Regions from separate parts of the Mus musculus genome. Here regions 2, 3, 4 and 5 are each linked to region 1. Evidence: chromatin contacts called from public Hi-C and HiChIP or PLAC-seq data. All regions are on one chromosome and are shown on one strand. The core of a region is the stretch at or near the end of the contact, and the rest is flanking DNA. Distances in the headings are between cores, read along the strand shown.

What was found. Hi-C and Micro-C count contacts between places; a contact is called where the count stands out from the background. HiChIP or PLAC-seq counts read pairs in DNA pulled down with a chosen protein or histone mark.
Region 2: an H3K27ac HiChIP or PLAC-seq map of thymic regulatory T cells shows a contact between it and region 1, with 8 times the contacts expected there. The contact joins two enhancer-like sites. A contact is called at or near these places in 2 of 15 datasets of contacts at CTCF or cohesin (large pre-B cells and pro-B cells), 25 of 484 Hi-C or Micro-C datasets (B cells, CD4 T cells, CD8 T cells and 10 more) and 6 of 115 datasets of contacts at active chromatin or transcription factors (T-cell acute lymphoblastic leukemia, epiblast stem cells, large pre-B cells and 3 more).
Region 3: a contact with region 1 is called in a BATF HiChIP or PLAC-seq map of CD8 T cells, with 5 read pairs. The contact joins two enhancer-like sites. A contact is called at or near these places in 1 of 39 promoter capture datasets (neural stem cells), 5 of 15 datasets of contacts at CTCF or cohesin (CD8 T cells, embryonic stem cells, large pre-B cells and 2 more), 80 of 484 Hi-C or Micro-C datasets (B cells, the C10 cell line, CD4 T cells and 30 more), 19 of 115 datasets of contacts at active chromatin or transcription factors (CD8 T cells, T-cell acute lymphoblastic leukemia, bone marrow-derived macrophages and 13 more) and 3 of 9 other capture datasets (adipose tissue, bone marrow-derived macrophages and liver).
Region 4: a Hi-C map of bone marrow-derived macrophages shows a contact between it and region 1, with 18 read pairs. The contact joins two enhancer-like sites. A contact is called at or near these places in 1 of 39 promoter capture datasets (hippocampal neurons), 2 of 15 datasets of contacts at CTCF or cohesin (large pre-B cells and pro-B cells), 32 of 484 Hi-C or Micro-C datasets (B cells, CD8 T cells, the G1E-ER4 cell line and 18 more), 18 of 115 datasets of contacts at active chromatin or transcription factors (T-cell acute lymphoblastic leukemia, cardiomyocytes, embryonic basal ganglia and 9 more) and 2 of 9 other capture datasets (bone marrow-derived macrophages and embryonic stem cells).
Region 5: a contact with region 1 is called in a Hi-C map of CD8 T cells, with 1.8 times the contacts expected there. The contact joins two enhancer-like sites. A contact is called at or near these places in 3 of 484 Hi-C or Micro-C datasets (CD8 T cells, bone marrow-derived macrophages and nephron progenitors) and 2 of 115 datasets of contacts at active chromatin or transcription factors (bone marrow-derived macrophages and large pre-B cells).

Annotation. Positions count from the first base shown.
Region 1 is chr1:60,459,486-60,462,173 of GRCm38.p6, reverse strand. The region is part of intron 9 of Abi2 (abl-interactor 2); the gene reads right to left. Among named protein-coding and RNA genes, the nearest start is that of Abi2, 51 kb to the right of the region's middle. Within about 2 kb of position 1,338, at least 34 of the 459 cell types and tissues checked have an H3K27ac peak or open chromatin away from gene starts, as enhancers often do. A contact at or near this core is called in CD8 T cells, T-cell acute lymphoblastic leukemia, Th1 cells and 4 more, where this site is marked.
Region 2 is chr1:60,939,836-60,942,523 of GRCm38.p6, reverse strand. All of the region lies in intron 9 of Gm34649 (a long non-coding RNA gene), which reads right to left. Among named protein-coding and RNA genes, the nearest start is that of Gm34649, 20 kb to the right of the region's middle. Within about 2 kb of position 1,298, at least 58 of the 459 cell types and tissues checked have an H3K27ac peak or open chromatin away from gene starts, as enhancers often do. A contact at or near this core is called in CD8 T cells, T-cell acute lymphoblastic leukemia, Th1 cells and 3 more, where this site is marked.
Region 3 is chr1:60,874,143-60,876,830 of GRCm38.p6, reverse strand. The region is part of intron 2 of Gm38137 (a long non-coding RNA gene); the gene reads right to left. Among named protein-coding and RNA genes, the nearest start is that of Gm39650, 12 kb to the left of the region's middle. Within about 2 kb of position 1,385, at least 17 of the 459 cell types and tissues checked have an H3K27ac peak or open chromatin away from gene starts, as enhancers often do. A contact at or near this core is called in CD8 T cells and Th1 cells, where this site is marked.
Region 4 is chr1:60,851,201-60,853,888 of GRCm38.p6, reverse strand. No RefSeq gene overlaps it. Among named protein-coding and RNA genes, the nearest start is that of Gm38137, 11 kb to the left of the region's middle. Within about 2 kb of position 1,343, at least 123 of the 459 cell types and tissues checked have an H3K27ac peak or open chromatin away from gene starts, as enhancers often do. A contact at or near this core is called in CD8 T cells, T-cell acute lymphoblastic leukemia, Th1 cells and 2 more, where this site is marked.
Region 5 is chr1:60,832,535-60,835,222 of GRCm38.p6, reverse strand. No RefSeq gene overlaps it. Among named protein-coding and RNA genes, the nearest start is that of Gm38137, 30 kb to the left of the region's middle. Within about 2 kb of position 1,347, at least 12 of the 459 cell types and tissues checked have an H3K27ac peak or open chromatin away from gene starts, as enhancers often do. A contact at or near this core is called in CD8 T cells, where this site is marked.

The DNA.
Region 1 (2,688 bases), core at 89-2,588:
CATTTTCTGTTTAGATGACAAGATCCTTTGAATCTAATCCACAAATATGATTTGAAAAACAGATAATGCAACCCTATTTCACATAGTGGTAGAAAAGACTTTTCTTCAAAAGCCTAATCTAAGCCTGGCAACACAGTTAAATCAAGGCAGATTCTAGAAACAAAAAGAACTTAGTAACACTGTAGGCAAACCAGTACAGAAAACAATTTAGTTAGCATAGAAAGAACAGCAAAAGGACAAAGGGACACAGAGTTTTTTAACCTGCAGGAGGAAAGGTAAAGAAGCTATTAACTCATTAACCTTGGTAATTAAGTACTTGAAAAGCACAAGGTGGTAAAGAGATATGACATAACTGCTGCTGGATAGTTTATCACACTGTGAACCCCAAGATTGTATTGTTTACTGGAAATAACCTGTTTTTAGCTATAGAGTGGCTCAGCCCTAGCCCACACATTTATAATCCAAGAGCTGTTTATTGTAAACGGAATTAAATAAAGACAACCAAAGGTCAAGAGGCAGAGCGAGCTGGGCGTGGTGGCGCACACCTTGAGGCAGAGACAGGCGAATTTCTGAGTTCCAGGCTAGCCTGGTCTACAGAGTGAGTTCCAGGACAGCCACTGCTACACAGAGAAAAACGAAAAAAAAAAAAAAAAAAAAAAAGAGGGGCGGGGGGCAGAGCTAACAACCATCTGACAGGAAGTAAACATAGGATTATTAAGAAAAAAAAACAGAGTAAGAGGGAGTCAGGAGGAAGGATAGAGAGACACACAGGAAGTAGGAAGGAGGGACAATGATTTGGAAGGAGGTTTTTGAGACCTTGAGAGAGGGGATTCCTTCTGGAATGTTAGCTAAGGAAGAAGTTCAGCTGGGTTCTTTCTCTGCCTCTCTGAGCTAGCAGCCATTCACCCCAGCCTCTGGCTCCTGAGTCTTCATTGGTAAAATCGAACAGCTGAGATTTTCTTAAATGAAATGAATGAGGGTAACTTCAGCATAAAAATGAAAGACAACAAGAAAACATGGGTGTGATATATTAAAAATCAACAAGTCAGAAGCTCTCAGTAGAGTGGTCATGGCTGATGGTGGACACAGACATGCAAGAACAAGTACAAAGCAGAAGGACAGCTCAGTAGATCACTCTGAAGAGAATCTAGATAGGAGGAAAACCAACTCACCCTCCGAAAATGGTTCCTTCCTTCAAAAGATAATTTTAGTTGGATTTTCCCTGAAATCTCACTTCCTGGCAGTAAGAACCTGACTCAGAAGATTGGGTCTCCTGCTGACACAGCTGTAATACCTCTTTCAACAAGCAGCTAGACAGCAGCTACAGCAGAAAAACAGCAGCACAGGACCACAAGAAAGAAGGATGCAGAGTGTGCATAGACATCCTGTAAGACCAAACATCTCCTCTTACCAGACACAAACTTCCTTCCTTCCTCTCAACAGAAACTCTCTCTTCAGCTATTGTTTAATTTACCAAGTAAAACAATGACTTTTGTACTTGGGGTGGGGGAGGAGTATATACATAATCTTTACAAGTCTTTTTATGGGCAAATTAGGCTTATTAATTGGGGCAGGAATGTCAAGACAGGGTTTCTCTGTGTAGCCCTGAGTGTCCTAGAACTTACTCTGCAGACCAGGTTGGCCTTGAACTCCAGAGAGGGATTTAAGGCCTGCACCAACATAGCCCAGCTCAGATGATGCTTACAGATGAATACACTTCTTTTCTAAACGTGAGGCCATCAAGATGGCCACGAAAAGCAGCCTTGGAAAAGCCAATGTCAGACTTCCTAAAAGAATTACTCTGAAACAGTTGCTTTTCTACTCTTGGAAAATTTTCTAAAATTCATCTAACCAGAATTCAGTTCTACCTGGTTCTGTGCATTCCTGTGATCAGAAAAGTCCAGGAAGTAGAAGTTGGGCACAGCTCAGTATTAGAACACATCATTGTATGCAAAAGGCTTTAAATTCCATTCTCAGTAACGACAAAAACAGAAATGGGAAGCAACCCTATAAATTGTATGTTCCCATTATGTATACAAGATGACTCCTTATCCCAAGGAGTTGAAGGAGTTTGCAGCCCCACAGGAGAAACAACAATATGAACTAACCAGGATCCCCAAAGTTATCAGAGACTAAATCACCAACCAGAGTACACATGGTGGGACTCATGGCTCTAGCTGCATATGTAGCAGAGGATAGACTAGTCGGTCATCAATGAGAGGAGAGGCCCTTGGATCTGTGAAGGTTCTATGCCCCAGTGTAGGGGAAGGCCAGGGCCAAGAAGCTGGTGTGGGTGGGCTGGTGAGCAGGGGGAGGTGGGAAGGGTTAGGGGGTTTTCGGAGGGGAAACCAGGAAAGGGGACAACATTTGAAATGTAAATCAGGTAAATATCTAATAAAAAAAAATTACTCCTTATATGGTAAGACCTTTACCTTAGAACCACAAAATGTCTCTGAATTTAGAATGAGTTACATTATTTTTATTAAAAATACAATAGTGAAAGGCTAGAAACATGATCCAGTGGTTAAGGGCACTTGCTCCAGAGGAACCTAGGTTCGATTCCCAGTAACCACACAGCAGTTCACTACTGTCTATAACTCCAATTTCAGGGGATCCAGTACCTTGTTCTGGCACCCGTGGATGACATACACTGACATACATGCAAGCAAAACACCCATACTCATTAAA
Region 2 (2,688 bases), core at 49-2,548, 480 kb before region 1:
CTGATGGTTCTCAGTCTTGCATGAAAAACACTTAACTAACAGAGCCATTTCTCCAACCTAAAAGAGCCTAACATGTTAGAGGTCTCCAAAAAAGGAGCAGAGAAAAAGAGTTGGGGCATCTAAAGAAAGAAAAATTGGCTCGTGCAACTATAGAGGCTGGCAAAGTCTAAAGGTCTGCTGATAGCCAACAGAGCCCCAGGGGAGTCGCTATATGCTTCTAGTTTAGATTGAGATTAGCCTGAGGATGAGGAAATAATTGGTGGCATTATCAAGTATCTGGGCATCGTGTGGACCAGTGAACAGATAAAATTAGCTACCAAGGTCTTTCATCAATAGACTTCTGGATCTAAGCCAACAAAAGACAGATTCACGTGACCCACACAAACACCAATGAATCTATCCTTGACAAATGCTAATGGCCAAGGTGCTGGTGGAGATGAGGGTAGAGCAGGAGAAGGGACAGGCCTCCTTGCTGAACCTGTTCTTTAAGCTGAAGAAGAAGGCAGATACATGAGAGCCAGCGATGGTCGCCTCCTTTACCGTGAAACTCAAACCGTAGATCTTGACATTTACAAGTGAAATAGAGAAAAGTTAAAAGGTAACATACAGGCTCAGAGACTTTCATGTCAAGGGGGGGGGGGGAGATTCTGCAAAGGGAGAGAGGCTATTGAGAATGGCACTACAGTTCTGTGGTTTTTCTAGAAAGCAGGGGCCACAGGGTTTGGCAGTAATAAGCTACTTCCATACCCTTAATATTCACAAACACAGAAGATTGAGGAGAGGAAAAGGCCACAATAGAAACAAAGTAGGGGAAGAAACTTTCTTACCAACTGGAATTTTACAAACCACAGAATTCTCTGCTGGCAATCTTAAAGAGCCCCACAATGAAGATTAAACCTATGGTCTGGGCCCATTGGCATTCACATCAAATACCCCATAAATGCTCAAAAATGAAAATAACAGGAAGGGGGAAAAAAAAGAAAAATCTCTATAGAAGTTCCAAGTAGGGTAAAAAGATCACCAAAAAGAAATTTTGAAGCTAAGTCAGCACTTTGTAGTGGGAAGTGAAAGAGAGAAGAGGAACTGAATTTCAAAACTCAAGAGAAGCTCCATAAGTCAGAAGGTACCATTTGTGGATCTGAGTACAATTTTCTCTGGGATTTGTTTAGTGGTAGCAAATTCTCTATCTGCAGTCCATTGCTGAGGCTACATTAGTTTTCAGGCCATCATATGGACCACATAGCATAGGAAACCCAATCAGAGGCAAGAAGACTCAGCTATTGCTTGAGTGTGAGCCTATAGCTCATGCCCTCAGTGCATTAGGGAGAACACCTAGCGATACCACAAGAGCTGCACACCTGACCAGCAATATCCTGTTTTGAAAAAACTAAAGAAAAGTCAGTTAATTGCCATCATTTGAAGATCAAATCTGGTTACTACCTTCTAGGCTGAAAATCTTCTTTTTCTAATTAAGATCCTGGAAATCTTCCAAAGGGGATGTGTGCCCTCACCCAGCCCCTCCTACCCAAGAAAGCAGCTCTTTGCCTTGTGCCACAGCAGAGAGAGAGAATCACCCATGTCCGGGTGTGTAGAAATGGTACCTTGTTTCCTGACCACTCTTAGAACTGTAGCAAGAGGTAGAGAAATTGGAAGCAAAGGAGTTGGAACAGGGAGATAAAGCAAGGGAGCAATACCAAAGGGGAAAAACCCCATGCTTGCTTCTCTCTCATTTCCCCTTTCCAAACACAATCTGCAGAGGAGCTCAAACACAAGCTTTCTTTTCACTTTTCCAATAAGTATGTTTGTTACCCCTCCCACTGAAGGAAGTTTTCCAAACCCTGTTGGTTTGTCTTAACAGGTTGGAGGGATTCCCATTAGAAAAGAGACACTGGAGAGCCCTAGTTAATAACTCCTGAGCAGGAGAGCACAGGTCACATCTCTCTGGACAGGTGGCATACAATACACTCTGTGTCTTAAGCCAATGCCAGTTCTGAAAAGGACAAGATGGAGTAACTGGTGTTTGTCAAGCAAAGCTAAGAGATGAGAAGGGATGGGGACCTCTGCCAACAGGATGAGCCGCTCTAGGCGACAAAGATAAGGTCACCCAGGCATTTAAAGGGTTAAGTCAAGATGAGCAAAAAGAAAAGGAATAAGCTGAGACCCGGGGTAAGTGAGACAGAGATGGCCCACCACACAGTTCGTGACTCCAGATCTCATGCATCATGGTATCCAGTATTTTAGATTTGCTATTTTTGTTTTAAAATTATGTGCATGTGTAAGTGTGGATGCCACTAGAGGTCAGAAGAGGGTGTTAGACCCCTTGTAGCTGGAGTTGTGGGTGGTTGTGAGTCATCAGATCTAGGTTTCTGAACATGGGTCTTCTACAAGAACAGTACATGCTCTCGACCACTAAGGCATTCCCTTATCCCAGAGTGTTTTAGATAACATGTCACCCATATAAGTTATACTCTGGTGCCCCTTCTTACCAGACCATTCTCATCTTAAGGAACTCACTTCCTCTCCAAAGATAGAGACCTTTGACCACATGACTCAAGAATGCTATAACAGAAGACAGTTGTATCCTCAGCTAAGTTGGGTGCCCTGATCATGCCTATGGTCCATCCATGTCCTTGATGATGCAGAACTTTAGGGTTACTTGACTCCAAAGAATGCACCTGCCCATTCAGG
Region 3 (2,688 bases), core at 136-2,635, 410 kb before region 1:
CTAGTAATGCAGAATCTTTGGCACATGAGAAATCAATCATAATTGTCTAGGATGGAAAAACTTTGAAACAAACCACCAAGGATTTAGGCACTACTGAAACGAAAATGCTCCCCATCCAGACCCATTCCAGTTCCAAAAATAAACTGCAGTTTCTTTCTTATTACCCATGAGTCTTAATTTGTTCTATTTATACTATGGAGCCGTTTTTTGAAATCCTGAGAGATTTTCTTTATGACAAAGCTTGGGGAGGTAGTAGGAATTCACATTAAATACATGCTGTAATTTTCTTTTTCATTTTATTTGATTTTCAAATTACAGTTTATGTGTATAACAATGTTTTTGCCTACATGTATATATGCAAAGCACATGTGTGCCTAGTGCTCTCGGATGGAGAGGGTCTCAGATCCCCTGGGACTGGACAGCTGTGAGTCAACATGTGGGTGCTAGTGACAGAACACAGGTCTCCTGCAGGAACAGCAAGTGCTTGCTCTTAATCACTGAGCCATATCTCCAGCCTCCGTTCATAATTTTATGTATGGTTGAAAATGAATGAATGAATTAATGAATCAATGAATGAATGAAACAATCTCAATAATTCCATACATACCCATCAGGGTCCCTATTTATATCAAATTCCAACCAAGTATAGTGTTAAACAGGGAAGATATTAACATGACTTTAACAGCCATTTCTAAACAGCAGTGGCTGTTTGCATTGTATTCTCCCTCCTTAATATCACCCTATATGGAAACTTAACCTGAAAAAGAAATCACCTTCTAAGAAATGACATAAAGCAGCCTACAGTATACGGATGACTCAAGGCAATAAAGAAAAGACAAACTAAGCCGGGCGTGGTGGTGCATGCCTTTAATCCCAGCACTCGGGAAGCAGAGACAGGTGGATTTCTGAGTTCGAGGCCAGCCTGGTCTACAAAGTGAGTTCCAGGACAGCCAGGGCTATACAGAGAAACCCTGTCTCAAAACAAAACAAAACAAACAAACAAAGACAACCTGTTTCTTCTTGCTGGTTGGTTTTATCCATCTGCACATACCCAGGCAGTCTATAAAGACATTTTTCAGTGGGTTTCTTTCCATGATCTTCACAAAATTCCTTTCCCTGCTTTGAGGACAGGTGACCTGCTTTCCTATTAAGAATATCAGATGTTGCTCATAATGGAATCCCTGACTATGAAGTCCTTTGGGAGTAAGAGATGTGGGCATGGCTAATAGGTGTGACCTCATACAGCTGGGAAATGACTCTTATTCTCACCGGGGTCATTAGGTTCAAATGGTAATGACTGGCTGCACCATCACCTTCTCCTTGTCGTATTGCTGAGTGAGCCTCCAGGAAATGAGGTCTCTCCACCAACATTAACCCCAAAACCAGTAAGAGGAGCAGCAAGCGTTTCAGGCTTTATTCACACCCTTCTCAGCTCTGTGGCAGTAACAGTTGTGGCTTGTAAAGAGGTCAGATGTCACATTTCTGCCTCTGGCTCCAGCAGACCACAAAGACATACCTTATGAGGTCACTAAGTTTGTACTTCTTTACCTGGAACTAGTTACAAAGTATTTTGGAGGCCCGTGCCTTCTGTTGGGGAAGGAAAAAAAGAAAGAAGGAGAGAGAGAGAGAGAGAGAGAGAGAGAGAGAGAGAGAGAGAGAGAGAGTGAGAGAGAGAGAGAACAGAGAAGCTAATGTAAAACTCAATTGTAGTCCACACTGTATCTCTCCAGCACTGAATTGTGCCCAGCACATCAGAGTTCAGTCGGTGGATGGATGGTGAGCTGGCTTGTACCTGCTCAGAAGAGCCAGTTACTGGCATGTCTTATCCATGCCACCCACATTCAGTGACACCTTAGTGGTATTTGTAATTAGTCAATGATAGTAGGTATACCACAGACTGAGCAAGTGCTCTGAATGTCCGTTCTCTCTCGGAGAGTAAGAGAGAACATATCATCGCTAGACTTCATCAATACATTGAAATGTATGACGTGCCTATTACATTCCAGGTTTTTTTTTAACACGTGCCCTCTCAAATACACATCATGACATTGGTAGAAATAATAATAAGCATGAGTGAGTGTGAAAAAGCTGTAATGTCTGTCACGCCTATGATTACCGGGTTCGATTCTGACATATGACAAGGTTCCACGTGATTCATTCATTTATAAGGGGCATAGCTAAGGTTTGAATCAAAGCCAGCAAAAGTGAAACCTCTGTGCTGTCTCCTCTACAGCATCACACAACACACACACACGCACGCACGCACGCACGCACGCACGCACGCACCACTACCACCACCAGCAGCAGCAACAAAGGCTCCACTAATACAATTTTTATGAATGCAAAATGAAATTCTAAAGGTCTCATCAGCTTAGCTGCTGGAAGGAGATCCCCAACCCTTGCACCTTATGCCAGTGGTCCCTTCTCTTGAGGATTAAATTTCCTTTGGTGCCTGGGTACGCCCACAATCTACACTTTAACTGAGGTAGGAAGTCCAGAGAGGGTCCAACATCGTTCCTAGTTCCTGCTGCTCCTCACTCCCACACTCTTACCATATGAAGAGTAAGTAGACCAGAGGACTTAAGGTCCTAGGATGCACCCATGGCTGTATCCAGCCACCGACTTCATTCCAGAGGATGGTGGGTTAAGTGGATTGTTTTATCAATATTGGGCTATGAACACAGTGCT
Region 4 (2,688 bases), core at 94-2,593, 390 kb before region 1:
ATTGAGGTTCTAGTGTCCAAATCCTCCTTATAGAGGTAACCGGGTTAAAATGAACACATGGGCGTGAACCTTACTCCAGTGAGCCATAGCCTGATAGAGGAGGGGCTTTGGACAGAGGCACCCATAGAGGAATCCAACAGGATAAAAGGAGATGCCTGCCAACACGCAAGCCTGAGGACAGCCTGTAACAATCTCTAGCTCACAGAGGGAAACAAACCTTTGTCTCAGGTTTCTCTCCACCAGGAGATACTTAGTGTCTATTGTTTAAGCCACCTAGTGGGAGATACCTTATTAACAAAGGCTCTAGCAACTTAAACACTCTCTGCCAATTTGACCCCGTGGCTAGGGAAATCCCCTCTTTGGAGGCAGCTCTTAAGGTGAGGCCTCGTTGAAAAACAGTTCCGGTCCTGTGTAGGTCTGGGGCAGACCACTTTACATGGAGGAATAGCAGAGACAGTGCCATGGGAAGAATTTGGTATACTCAAAAAAATAGCAAGAGGGTCACTCCAGCTGGGTTTGGGGAGTGGGAGGGGGATGAGTTCAGGCTGAGGCTTGAGAGTCTGGCAGGAATGCTAAGCTGTGCTATGCCGTAGAAGCAAGCTAGGACTTAAGCAGAGCAGAGCAATGGTAGGGGTCGTCATGCTTTGTAAGTACTCTCCTCAGTGGCCAGTAAGTGTCCAGGTAAGGGGTAGGGGTCAGGATCAGAGGCAGAGGACCAGTGAAGAGACTACTTCCATTGTCCAGGGCAGAGACGTTAGGTTAACAGGTCAGAGGGACATCGAGGGTTCCAATGGAAAGAGAAAGAGGAGAGAACAAATTCAGGTATCATTAGGAATTGATAAGACTTGCTGAGGAGAGGAGATAGGAAGTCATCAGAGACAGCTGTTTGCTTAAGACACAGCTGGCAGGTGGTTAGTCACAGGGGGTGGGGAAGCCTGGAGCAAGACAAGGTTAAAGTCACAAAAGGAGACTTGCTTTTTTCTTTTTCCTTCCAGACTTCTTGCTAAACTGTTTCCTGTCTCCCTTCTCTCTATCCACAGGCATGTTGTCCTTTCATGATGCCTTTCTTACTGCTCGCCGCTCTCTCCGCTTGCTCCGTGTGTAATTTCATACATTCCCGGGACTCCACTTAGTACCACCTACAAGCCAATCACTGTGATCTATGGACACTTAACCCAAATCCTCTACAGAGTTCCAGAACCTCGTCCTCAACTGTCTTGTAGATTCCACACCTGGAAATTCAAGCTAAGAGTCCATTCTAGCCACACCCACCCTCGGGGCAACTTATTGCTGGAGCTCTGCTTCGAGGCTTCTCCATTCTTACTTCCTCATAGTTCTGCTCCATACTTCCCCCACACCCCTTGATTGTTTAGTAATGGCTATAAGAGAGGCCCCTGAGCACGGACTTAAAAGGGAACAGTGGATGGAGGATTGCAAACGGTGTTGATAGCGTAACCAAACGAGCCGGTCTCATCTTTGAGACATTATTCTTAGATTATGTGAAACATTGTGAGCTTATCTGAAGGGATTAATGGTTGGGTTGTTTCTTAATGGAAACACGTGTTCTAAAGGAAAGCAGAGCGTGTGGGAGGGGAACCCCTAAACACCAGGAGCTCCATATTTGCATACTACTGCTGCCCTTTGCTTGCCCTTTGTTTCTGGCTATCTCAGAGTGACAACTTTCCTCTTAAGTCACATGGCTGTAGAGTTAATATTGTCCTTGCACAGCTCACACAGCTGCTTCATTATAGTGGGCAGAAGGAGCTGATTATCATCAATAATGTTGGGGAAGAAATGGATGAATTTAGATAGAATACCTAATGAATATGACATAATAATCAAGAATCAGGTCAAGGGTTTAGTATTTGGATTCTATTAATATTACTCACTATGGTAACACAGCAAAAAAGGCACACAATTGAGAAAGATACCTAAAGCCATTCGAAAAAAAAAAAAAAACCAACATTGACTTTAGACCCTCTCATATTAAAAAGGCATGCAAAAAAAGGTTCACACATATCAGCTTTACTTTCCTTAATTTCTGCCTTGCTCAGCTAGTTATGTTTTCTGCATGTTCCTCATATACACGCTTATAACAAGAGAGGCTTCAAAAGCCCATGCTTTCAAACGTGATCTTTCCCCATTTTTAATAAAGGCTACAAAAATGCTTTTCAGCGATAACAAGCATGAAGGAACGGGGTCTGAAAAAGCTTCATTGTCTGAGGCCATTTAAAAGGCTTGTACTTGTTGCAGTATTTTCATTTGGTGAATATTACTAGTCATGGCCTTAATTTATTAATGTACAGTCTGGAATCAGAAATGCAATCTCCAATAATAACTGCGTGAAAGACCTTTCACTCTGGGGGCAGCGGCAAGCTCGGCAAGCCAGAGGCAAGCCAGAGGCAGTGACACAAAATGAATTCTGATCTATCTTTTTCTAAAGGAAATTGACAGCAGACATTCCTATCTCTTTCTAGCAACTCAAGCTGACTATAATTGGAACACAAAGGCCAGTCATTCAGCTCTCCCACCCCTGGCCTTTCCCGCAGCTTCCACACCACAGAATGAATGCTGGCAGCCCTGAATCATATTCAAGTCACTGGGAATGCTTTGCAGTCAGCAGAGCTTATATTTATGTCTACTTTCTTCATTGCAAGAGTGATTTGCTTGTGTTCCATGCTGGAAAGT
Region 5 (2,688 bases), core at 98-2,597, 370 kb before region 1:
CCACTTGGTATTGGATACACAGTTAGGGGATTCATTCCTGGTGTCTTAGTCGGAGTTTCTATTCCTGCACAAACATCATAACCGAGAAGCAAGTTGGGGTGGAAAGAGTTTATTCAGCCTACACTTCCACACTGCTATTCATCACCAAAGGAGGTCAGGACTGGAACTCAAGCAAGTCAGAAAACAGGAGCTGAAGCAGAGGCCATGGGGGAGGGGATGCTACTTACATGGGGGGGGGGGATGCTTCCCCTGGCTTGCTCAGCTTGCTTTCTTATAGACCCAAGACTACCAGCCCAGAGATGGTCCCACCCACAAGGGGCCTTTCCCCCTTGATCACTAATTGAGAAAATGCCCCGCAGCTGGATCTGCCCCACAGCTGGATCTCATGTAAGCATTTCCTCACCTGTGATAACTCCATACTATGTCAAGTTGACACAAAAGCAGCCAGTACACCTGGAGAGGCTAATTCTCTCTCCTCTCTCCCTCTCCCTCTCTCTCCCCTCCCCCTCTCCCTCTCCCTCTCCCTCTCCCTCTTTCCCCCACTCAGTTGTTATTAGTTACTTGTAGTTCTTTGTCTAGTAGCAGAACTCTGTAAGACATTTCCCCTTCCATGTTGGCATCTTTGTTGGTGTACTTATTCAAGTCTTGCTTAGGTGGACATATTGTAGAGGTATCCTAGGTGTAGCTTCCCTGTCGTTTCTAGGAGATACAATCTCACACAGACTTACACATATTCTGGGTCTTAAAAACTTCCTATCCTATCCAGATGTAGGACTTGGATTGTAGATGTGTCCACTGGAGCCCACACACACACCAGGCTAAAAATGGGTAAAGTAATCCCATAGATGTCATTAGGGAATATCATAACACATCATACCATATCGCATGGTATCATATCAGCAAAATTTTTATTTGGCCCACACAAATTTCATTTACTTCTAAATCACTACTGTTTTCTTCCCCTATCCACTAGTGATAAGAAAACCACAGATACTTCAGATATCCCAGCACCAAAATTGTGGAGAAGTGAGACTCAGATTATAAATTTATCAGGGAGTATTTTATCCTCCATTGCCACCTCAGTGCAAAGCAAAATAGCTAGTTTTTCTGAAGATAGTTTGATAAGTTCAAACAGAATATGTTTGATTAAAAATAATTAATTACATGCCTATCAGAGACATTGAACATATAATGTTCTACTTAAAAATTTTTTGTTACCTTAAATCTGTATGGCTTTGGGGTAATAAAGACATTGATGAGCAAAATAACCAACCTTTGCCATTATCAACATCATGAAAAGGCTTTGAAGGTTTCTGACTCATGACAGAAATCTCAAGTTTCAATTTTGTTTCTGGGAAAGTGGGCACGATCTTTGAACACTGGCCCTATTGAGTCATGCTGTTTTCCTCACACATACACTAATTGTTTTATAAACCTCTGACTTTTACGAAGAAGTACTCCAGAGTACTTGCAGGAATACTGTAGCCCCATTGGTGACCAAGACTGTGACCCTTGGAGTAACTGTCTTTATTTATCTTTGTTTATTTTTATTTTTTTACTCTAGAGCTACATTGTGACCTATCTCTTTATAAGGCATGTCATTTACTCTGATCCAGGGCAGGTGATTAATGCAAATTATTTCATATGAACCTCAGAAATCTGTCACTAGGGATTATTGTTATCTTCAATTTATCAACAATTAGCTGACACTGACAACCAGGAACTGAGGCCACATAGTACAGTTGTTGCTTTGGAAATAGAATTCTGGTATGATTTCAACTATGCTTTGAACAATTCTGAATGTATATTCTCACTTCTGGCTGAGCTAAACACATGCTGTTCCCACAAGAGAAAACAGAAAGTAAACATTCTCCCTTGCTTAAATACATAGCTTCCTTGTCAAAATTGAGGAATGATTCTATTTTCAATTGTTCTTTCAAAGTATAGCTATCAACTAGACTATTCAAAATACCTTACTTGCACTTCAGCCAGAGAAGCAGGTAAAATAACTGTAGCTCTTCACCCCTCTTCTCTCTTCCAAAGCCAATTCCCCAGTCATTTCCAGCTCTCTACCTGCTGTGGCCTCCCCTTCCTCTCTGCCCCCACCTCCAATGGACCACGGTAAACTTTCTCCTCCAACTTTCCTTTCCCCAGCTCATCCTGTTGTCCCTGCCCCAACACCAGCAGGCATTTCCTGGGAGTCCACCAGCCAAGCCTGCCTGAGAAGCAAGTAGTCCAGAAAGCAGGTAGGCAAGCTTCAACTCCTCACTCTCTCCTCTGTATTCAGTCCCCAAGTCTCATCCCACCTCTGTAGCAGACACCCTGTTGTGGCCTCTCCTCACTCTTTGCCCCCATTTCTGGAATAGAATACCCTGTTTTGCTCCCTCCTGTGGACCCCCACAGTGCCCCCAGCCCATCCCCATTCCTAAATTCCAGCTCCTAATAACTAGAAACACATTTTACCGGGAACCCCGGTGGCCACACCTATCAGGATCCCAGAAGAATTTCCTACCAGACAACACACAGCCATCACACCCTCCTAAGAACCTGAGAAGACACCAGAAACCAAGGAACAAAACACATATTCAACAAAGACAAGACCAGATATCAGAACCTACAATTAAAATCTTCTCAAACCCAAATACCTAGACACTATCATAAAAACACAATCAGTAACAGCCAAGACAA